2 separate regions of the Sus scrofa genome follow, and region 2 is linked to region 1. A link is a contact called in public Hi-C data. All regions are on one chromosome and are shown on one strand. The core of a region is the stretch at or near the end of the contact, and the rest is flanking DNA. Distances in the headings are between cores, read along the strand shown.

Region 1 (4,909 bases), core at 940-3,439:
GGAACCCTTCTGCTAATACTCAACAAGCCTTATCGCTTCTCTTTCTTGTTTAAGGTGAACTAGATGCTTTGCATACATTATCACTATTCTTTGCAACTACTGAGCAAGGTAGCAGTTTCCCAGTTTTACAAATGAGACAGGACCAGTTTCTCCTGCAAGGTCTCAAATACTTTCAAGAGACTGGAACAGAGCCCTATTGTTTTGGCCACAGCGGGGGACATCCTATGGGGACCTCTTAGGAAACTGGCTGTGCCCAGTGGTCTGCAAGCAAACACGCTCTCACCATCTCCCCGACACGCCCCCACCCATGTCTCATTCCCATTGCACACTGAGCTGCTGTCTGAAACGTTTCATTACATGTTTAAGTAGTTGAAAGGATGTAATTTCCAGCAATTATAAATACTGACACAAGTAAAACATATTCAACGGAATCTAAATGCTACAGCAATTTGAAACCCACCATCATCTATTTTTTTTAAAAAGTGCTCTTCTTTAAGAATCAGAAAGTTTACATTATTATTCCTCTCTCTCATTGAACTCATATTTCCATTCATAACGTTTTCCAGGACTCAAAATCTTATCGATCGCCTATCGTATAAATGGAAGTTAATGTCTATTTCCTAATAATAGGCTTTTAAAAATTCATTAAAATTACTAGTAGTACACAATTGATCAAAATAAACCACAAGTTGATATTTATTAATATAAAAAGTAAAACTGTATTGGAAATTCATCTTTTAAAGACCTGAATGGGTTTTCCTCTTCCTCCTAGAAATTAGCTCAATTCGTATCCACAGATGAATGCTAACTTTTTGCTAGAATAGATGAAGTTCAACATTGATTCTGTCCATGAAAAATTAATCAAGAATCAATCTGAGAAAGAAATGGAAAATTTTATTTGAGCTAACCTAAGGATTATAACCCAGAATGTAGTCTTTTAGAAATGCTATTCCACCCCTTTGAGATCAAAGCACAGTTCACAGATGCGGCTTGGATCTGGTGTGGCTGTGGCTGTGGCACAGGCCTGCAGTTGCAGCTCTGATTCAAACCCTAGCATGGGAACTTCCATATGCCGCAGGTTTGGCCATAAAAAAGGAAAACAGAAAACAGAAAAGAGAGAAGCTACAGAAAAGCAAGAGGTTGTGTGTGTGGAGGGGGCGGTTTGGAATGAACCCCGAGGTACTGGACAGAGCCCAAGACATCAATATGAACGAACCCATACTTAGCTTAAGACGCATGCAGAGGGAGAGATGCAGAGGTTGCCTATAAATATATAGACACACAGGACGGAATACATACAGATATTTCCTCGCTGTCTGCTGAGAGGACCTCGAAGCAGTGACATCCCAGTAACGACCATCACACGCAGCACCTAGATCCTGGTTTCTAAACTGATTAAAGGAACCAGGGCTCCTTTGAGAAACGGCTGATCCTGAGGCTGGACCTTCTTCTTGCAGTGCCCGAAAGAAAAGAGGGGCTCAAAACACAAAAAGATGAAAGCATGTCAAAGGGATATAGGAGCCGGCCTAAAACAACTCCTCATGGCCAAAGCTGGAACAAGTCAAGCAACAAAACAAATGACTTAGTATTATCAGATAATCCCCCTCAAGAGGTAGAACTAAATTCCTCTCCACCTGAGCATCGGCTAGATTTAGTGACTCACTGTGACTGACCAGAACATGGAAATGGAAAACTAGCAACTTAACAGTGGAACTCTGGCAGACGCTGCTTTAGCCAAGGGATCATGGTCAACGACCGCAGGAACATCACGTGGAGCCGGCGCACTCCCCGACAGGGTGTGCTCTTCCCGCAAACACGCACAAGCAGTCCCATCATGAGAAAAGCATCAGACAAGCCCCCTTAAGGGACAGTCTTACAAACACCTAACCAGTACTCCTCAAAAATGTCAGGGTCCTGACAAATAAGGGAAGATGGAGAGACTGTCAGAAACCCAAAGGGACTAAGGATGACTAACCGTCTGAGTATAAACAGGGGTGGGGTGGGTGAGGGCTACAGTGTAGTTTTTGTACATTAAGATTTTAAAAAAAACCTGTTTAACTCTTTAAAAGAGGTAAGGGGAATTCTCAGTGTGGCTCAGCGGATTACAAACCCAACTGGTATCCATGAGGATGTGGTTTTGATCCCTGGCCTTGCTAAGGGGTTAAGGATCCGGCATTGCTGAGAGCTGCAGTGTAAGTTACAGGCGTAGCTCGGATCTGACATTGCTGTGGCTGTGGCGGAGACCGGCAGGTGCAGCTCCGATTCAGCCCCTAGCCTGGGACCGTCTTCCATATGCCACAGGTGTGGCCCTAAAAAGCAAAAAAAAAGTATGTACTCCACATTTCAGCAGATGCTTATTCATGATCCTACTGTGGTTTTACAACTATTTCCCCCTCTTGCTTCCTAGAGCACTGTTCCCTATACCAGGCCAGGCTTATGCTGCTCCCACCCTTGCTCCTGGGGGATCCCCTGGGAAGAGCCTGTTTCTTTAGTAAAACATTCTCCTGTCACTAAAGCAGCATGGCATTAAAGGACAGGCCCCAGCACTTGTGTGGCACGGTGACCCATCCATGTTGGGATCCTGCCCCCCCATTAGTTCCACACCAGTGTCGGCTACTTCCTGAAGGAACTCCCCACCTTTGGTCCCTCTCCGTTTTTGTCTACAGGACCGCCAATTGCTGGTAAGATCTGTAGCTCGTGCCACTCTTCCCATGGCTGAGCCTCCAATCGGGCTCTTTTGTACATCCCTTTGTATTTAAGGACAGCTGGCAGCTGCTGAACATCATGGATCGTCACCCAGAAATGGGTCTTATTGAAAAACCACACACATTATTACGTTATAATTAATATATTTAGATGCTCAAAACTCTAGTAGATGTAAAAAGAGCTACAAAGTAATAAGCACAAAGCATAACAACGCAAATAACAACATTACGGGCGGCTGTAATGGACCAAGGCCAGCAACCCTATGAGGCAGGCATTCTTAGCCTCGTTTTGTGGTTGAGGAATTTCAGGCTCAAAGAGGTTAAATAAGTTCCCACCATCAGACAAGCAGTAAGTGGTCACATTCAATTTCTATTTCTGACTGCAAAGGCCAAACCCCAGATCCATTCCGCTCATGCCTTCTCTTTTGAATTCAAACACTCATAGGAGTTCTAGATTTTTTTTTTATACCTTATCATACTAACCAAAACAATTTTAAATATTCAGTTTCCCTCTTCATCCTGTTTCCAAAGGAAAATATACATCCCATGAGCTAATTATTATCCAACCATCAATTCCTCATGTTAAACATGCCCTCACTGTGACTAAGGAACACTCCACTGGGCGTTATCCATCACACGCTCCTTGCCAGCCAGCTCGCTGTTTCAGCGCCGATACCCAGTCCGGACTGTCGTCTTCCTCAAAGTCCCTGCAAAAACAATTTAGATATTAAGCTTCCATTGAAGGAGCACCGTAAATATTTGTCAGTGGGTTCACAGCAGAACACCACCACAACAATACTTATATTTTTGAAAAATGACCTCCCTAAGGCAACTGTATAGAGAAAAAATTGGTTAGCCTTCCAAAAGATCACTTCCTTTCATTGTCTCTGTAACTTTTTCAATATAAAATCCAATGTATTAAAAAAAAAAAAAGAGTTTCCATTGCAGCTCAGTGGGTTAAGAACCCGACTAGCATCCATGAGGATGCAGGTTTGATCCTTGGCCTCACTCAGTGAGTTAAGGACCCGGCATTGCCACAAGCTGCAGAACAGGTCGTGGATGTGGCTTGGATCTGGTGTTGCTGTGGCTGTGGCTATAGTGTAGACCAGCAACTATAACTCCGATTCAAACTTTAGCCTAAACTTTCATATGCTGCATGTGCAGCCCTAAAAAGAAAAAAAAAAAAAAAATTTCAGGCTGAACAATTACAAACACACAGCTCAGCCAAGAATTCTATAATAACATATCACCCATGCCAGACAAAAGATCAAGGTATAAATATTCGTGTATGATATAAAGTAATATAACCAGCTTCTCCTAAACCAGAAACAAATAAGGTACAATTTAAATATGTGCGTGCACGGCAGCTATGGGTATATCACACATACGTGTCCTCCTCATCCAGCCCAGGTTCAAGTCTCTCTGGATCCAAGATGACAGAATCGTGACCTCCATCAACATCGTCTGATGCTTCTGTCTCCTCAGACAGGGGGCCTTTAAAGAACCCCTCTCCACCTTCAGAGGAATATTGACAGAAATTATGCCACGTTGAGCAGTATTTACTTATTTCATGCATGCTGGACCAAATTCCTCCAATGCTTGTGGGCAAATTGAAGGCAATTCCATGTTCCATATTTTTCTACAGTGCTCCCCCAAGCCTGATTTCTGGCATGAAACAGACCCAGGAAATGTCAATCAGTATGTGTATTCGTTTTTTAAATAGCACTTTCTTCAAAAGAAAAAAATTTAGAAAACTACAATTGAAACCTTCAAATATAAGAATCTATACTAAAGCATTGAAAGTTGTCTTTGGGAGTTCCCTTGTGGTACAGTGGGTTAAGAATCCAGGGTCATCTCTGCTATGGTGCAGGTTTGATCCCTGGCCTGGGAGCTTCTGCATGCCATGAGCGTGGCCCCCCGAATTAGGGAATTAATTCCACATGCATACCTTTAAAAAATTTTCCAGATGGTAATTGCTTTCAGATTTTTGCTTACCAAATGAGAACCTAACATTAAAATGTGAGTTAAATCTTTTTTTTTTTTTTTTTTTTAGTGTATTTTTTTTTTTTAAGGCCCCACCTGAGGCATATGGAGGTTCCCAGGCTAGGAGATGAATCAGAGCTGTAGCTGCCAGTCACAGCCACAGCCACGCAGGATCCAAGTCGTTCTGTCACCTACACCACAGCTCTCAGCCACGCCAGATC
Region 2 (4,909 bases), core at 960-3,459, 77 kb before region 1:
AGCCTCTCTTGGCCCAGCCCCCAGCCGTTAATCCATTTATCTTTCATTTCCATACTGCCAGGGCCTAGCTGAACTTCACCCCAAAGGGGCACCCCCATAATTGTCTAATTAATTTCAGAAATCTGTAGAAAAGCACCCTACTCTTCACAACCCTGGCCTAGGCTTCTAACCTAGAGAAATACTCAAAGGTCATGTGCAGAGATGTCCACTACAGCACCGCTTGCAGGGGGGAAAAAAATAGAAGCAACCAGAATGTCCACCCACAGGAAAAGAACAAACACACTGCGGTTCATCCATACTGTGCAGAGCTGAAACTAAGCAAGACAGATACTTATCCACCAATGTGAAACAATCTCCAAAATACATTGTTGGGTTGGGGGGGGGAAAGGTTGGAAAATACACACCATGTGATCTCATTTATGTAAAACGAATATTCTAAAACCACACACACAATAACCTAAAGATTTTCCTGGAGACATAAAAACGCATTAACATAAGAGATGTGTTACCACCACTGCATATACTGCTTTTCAAATCCGTGCCTCAAAATGTTAAGTTGAATGAAGACAGAAGTACATGAACAGAAAAAGACTGTAAAATGGATCTGCTTCTCCTGCTAATGTGCATCTTGCATAATTTAAATGAATTTAAAATAGATCTTGGAGTTCCCTAGGAACCATGAGGCTGCGTGTTGGATCCCTGGTTTCGCTCAGTGGGTTCAGGATCTGGCGGTGGTGTGGCTGTGGTGTAGGCTGGCAGCTGCATCTCCAATTCGACCCCTAGCCTGGGAACCTCCATATGCCACAGGTGCGGCCTTCAAAAGACAAAAGACAAAAAAAAAAAAAAAGTTCTTAAAAAAAACCCCAAAACACTGTTGCTGGACCTGGAAAGACCATAAAGGGGTCTATACACCAACTCTGAATAACTCTTCAGGGTAACTAATTTAATTGTATTGAGCAATTAGATATCTTACACAGCAGCCCAACCCTCACTTTACCTCTCCAGCACCAAAGTCCTTAACAGCAGACGAACAGAAAAGTGTTTTACGCTGTTCCTAAAAAGCAGTTAATGGTATGCCCTTCCTAAATGGTGTTCTAACAAACCACGCGCCCAGCCTTCCCCACGCACACCCAGGAGCGGCGAAAGGACCGCAGGTGGGCGTGGACGGTCCCCTAGGCCAGGCAGGTGTGCGCGCACAACGCCCGGAGAAAGAAACTCACTCTCTGACTGGCCTCTTCTCGATCTGTAATTTGGCTCTCCCGCTCAGGCTTCATCTCCTGGAGGAACTAATTTAATGTCTTCTGTGACGCGGCCCAGAGCCCAAGGTCACCTGGTCAGGGGAGGAAAGGTGCGGTGTTAAAACCCAGGGGGAAGAGGAGCGCGGCGAGGATGGCACCCTCGTGATTTGGATCTAAACCGAACCGACTCCTGTATTTCGGACCGGCAATCAGCAGCCCTAACCCCACCGGCTGATTCAAAGTTGCGCGCCACCGCATCCCTGGCCCTGAGGGGCGGCAGGGATGAGCACTAGAGCGGAGGGTTGCCCGGGGACCCTCACCCACACCCGGGCCTGCCTGTGTCCAAGTGTCCTCGGCAGAGCCGGGACCACGGCCGGGTGGCCCATCCCCTGTCCCAGGGCTCCGCTACCTCTCCGCCCGATGCGCTCCGGCCTCGGTCTTCAGCCTCTGGCGTGTGCCGTAGAGGAAAGAAAGGGCGAACTGCGTAGACCCGAGCCAGAGATGCAGATCCCAAGGTTCCCCCACCACCGGCGGGGAAGGTGCGGCGTGGCGAGGGCCGGTGCAGGGTCGGCTTTGCGCAGCTCCTTCTCGGGCTCTCCCCTGACTCCTGGGCGCAGCGGGTCCGAAACGCCGAGCAGCTGCGGGAGTGGACTCCGCACCTGGAAAATCGATCTGAGAAGCGGAAGAGCCTCCCATTGGTTTCCAACTGGCGGCGGGATCTGAACTGGGGGCGGGGGCGCCCGAACGGGGGCCTCCAGTGGGGGAGGGGGCCGGGGGCGGGAGTGCTGGCTGTCCATCACAGGCCACGCCCTCCCCATGCACAACTCTCCCTGTGGCTCCGCCTAAGGGGCGGGGCCTGGTGTGAGCCACGCCGAAAACTTGTCCACTCCCCGGGAGATTCTACTGGCTGAAAGGCCGTGGGAAGCTACTACCAGCAACCAATTGAAACGCACGATCGGCCCCGTGCGGGCGGGGGAGCACCGCAAGCTTCCTCAGGAGCCAATAGAGAAGAGGAACGAAGAAACGCTTCCGGAGTTCGGGGGTCGGTGGAAGATGGCGGCCGCCGAAAGGGGTTGGTGCTTATACGAGTTATTCAGGTGAGGAGCTGCTGGTTTGCGCTCACAGGCGTTTTCTGTATCTTACTGGTATTTGTCCTTTTGGTGCAACTCAAGTTTTCGGGGAAGAGTTTTTCTTGTCACGAATCTAGGCTGTTTTCTCAAGGCCAGCGAACGTTTCCTCTTCTTTTGTGGTGTTGTGGATAGACTCGAGCAGGCTGGGTTGAAAGCTCAATTTACCGCGCTTTCTTTTATTGCCCCACTGCTGGCTGAGGGCTCGATTCCCTCCCTCCACCACCACCACTCCTGCTTCAGCGTTTTCTTTCCCTTATCCACCCTCCCGTTAGTCCGTCCTAAATTATTCGTATGCATTCCTCATTTTCCTTTATGATTGAGCCACGAGTCGTTTTCCAATCAATCGTGCTGGTTTTGGTAAAGAAGAAACCAGATCTTCCTTCTCGTGTCCAGTCTCTCCTATTTCACTCACCAAAACTGTCGTTGTTAATATATGTCATTTAAATATCAAGCTTAAGGTGAAGAGTTCCCAGTTGTGGCTCAGAGGATTAAGGACCCGATGTTGTCTCTGTGAGGAGGTGGGTTCCATCCCTGACCTCGGTTAGGGATCCGGCCTCCAGCTCCGGTTGACCCCTGGCCCGGGAACTTCCATATGCTGCAAGAGCAGCGGTAAAAAGAAAAAATAAGTTTGTGTTGAATCCTCTTCTTGATTAGCCACTGAGAAACCTGAGGTAAGCAAAAACAGTATGGGATTCTTAGTGTTTTTTGAGAGTATAAAGGTATCCTGAGGTCAAATGATCAAGTAATGTACGGTTCACAATAGGAAATCCCATGTGAGAAAGAAGTTTATTTCAAAACTAAATATCAGTAAAATATTTATTCCTCTCTAGAGTTTGCATGTTTTCTACATGGACAATGAAAACTATGTAACTACACAAAATATATTTGCTTTGGTCACTAAGCAGCCCTAACCCAGTCTACTGTTCACTGTATGTACAAATTTGGAACCTGCATATCTGTACCCTCCACCCCCTTCCCCTCTTCATCCTTCAACATACTTTCCCTAGTCTTGACCTTTCACTATTTGTTTCAGCATTTTATTGCTTTTATGTCTTATAAGGTCCCTCAAATCTTTATGAAGAGTAGGCAGTGTATTAAAAAAAACTGTTAGGGACCACCTATATTAGCCAACCCAATGAGAAAACCGTATCTTTAGCAAATAATACAATTTAAGAGACATCTGAGGAGGTAATAAAATTTGTATTCGGTCAACAAATATTTACTGGCTCCCTCCCCGGCCAGGTATGATGCTAAGAGTTGGGATATGGTGGTGAACAGGGCTGGGTTCTTGCCTTTGCAGAGCTTCAGTGGACCTGGCAGTAATAGAGAACCTTGCAGCAGTGACTGTGGGAGTGAATCTGTCTACATGCAGGAAGTAGAACAGTAGTGGGTTTGGGGCATCTAATTGAGAGGCATATAGGGAAGGCATGTAAACAGATCAGATGCAGAACTCAGAGCAGAATTGGAAAAATCTAAATTCCCTTCCACTTACCTCAAAAACCGTCTTAGGGAATTCCCTGGTGGCCTAATGATTAGGACTTGTCGATTTCACCTCTGTGGCCTGGGTTCCATCCATGGTCTAGGAACTAAGATCCCACATCAAGCTGCTGCACACCACGGTCAAAAGAAAAACAAATTGTTCTACTTGAGGGGAAGCAAAAGCATAAAAATGCTTTAGGATCTTGCCAAACTTTTTGTTTGTTTGTTTTTGTCTTTTTTGCCTTTTCTGGGGCCGCTCCCTCGGCATATGGAGGTTCCCAGGCTAGGGGTCGAATGACGGCTGTAGCCATCAGCCTATGCCACAGCCACAGCCATGTGGGATCTGAGCCATGTCTGCAACCTACACCACAGCTCACGGCAACGCCGGATCCTTAACCCACTGAGCGAGGCCTGGGATGGAACCCACAATCTCATGGTGCCTAGTCCGATTTGTTAACCATGGCGCCACGACGGGAACTCTGCCAAACTTTTAACTATTTAATTGACCATTCAGAAAATAGATTTCTTTGGGTTACATATTGTCATTTTGAGGGTCAGATACTATTCCCAATCATATCTTGTTTAGGTTAATAATCAAATTTATTTTAATCCCTTAATACAAATACCGAATTAGGAGAAAGGGGGGCTTAACTTTTTTTTTTTTTAATGGCCTTGCCTATGGCAGAGGCAGGGGGGGTCGAGTTGGAGCTGTAGCTGCCAGCCTACACTACAGACACAAGTAGTGGGTCCAGGCCACACCTGTGACCTACACCACAGCTTGCAGTAGCACAAGATCCTTAACTCACTGAGCAAGGCCAGAAGTCAAACCTGAATCCTTATAGACACTATATCGGGTTCTAAACCCTCTGAGTCACAACAAGAACTCCTCAGCATTGATTTTTAGTGCTGATTTTTTAAAAGTATATTGAATTACTAACTTGCTTTTAGCTTGCTGGGGAATAGGGGACTAGCACTTTTGACATTAAATGTTTTGTCAGAATATATTTGAAATATTTGAAAGTGTTTGAAGCATTTTAGAATTTCCCCAGCACCCTTGGCATG

Evidence for each region. Hi-C and Micro-C count contacts between places; a contact is called where the count stands out from the background.
Region 2: a Hi-C map of liver shows a contact between it and region 1, with 2.1 times the contacts expected there. The contact joins the promoter of ALG11 here to the promoter of NEK5 in region 1. A contact is called at or near these places in 3 of 47 Hi-C or Micro-C datasets (heart right ventricle, liver and undifferentiated spermatogonia).

Annotation. Positions count from the first base shown.
Region 1 is chr11:15,796,348-15,801,256 of Sscrofa11.1, reverse strand. It overlaps NEK5 (serine/threonine-protein kinase Nek5), which reads right to left and starts at 2,189. Exons shown (of 23, transcript XM_005668386.3): 1 at 1-2,189. It overlaps NEK3 (serine/threonine-protein kinase Nek3), which reads right to left. Exons shown (of 16, transcript XM_013980480.2): 15 at 4,094-4,220; 16 at 2,833-3,412. The coding sequence ends at 3,331.
Region 2 is chr11:15,873,752-15,878,660 of Sscrofa11.1, reverse strand. ALG11 (GDP-Man:Man(3)GlcNAc(2)-PP-Dol alpha-1,2-mannosyltransferase) reads left to right here and starts at 2,209. Exons shown (of 5, transcript XM_005668385.3): 1 at 2,209-2,335. The coding sequence starts at 2,292.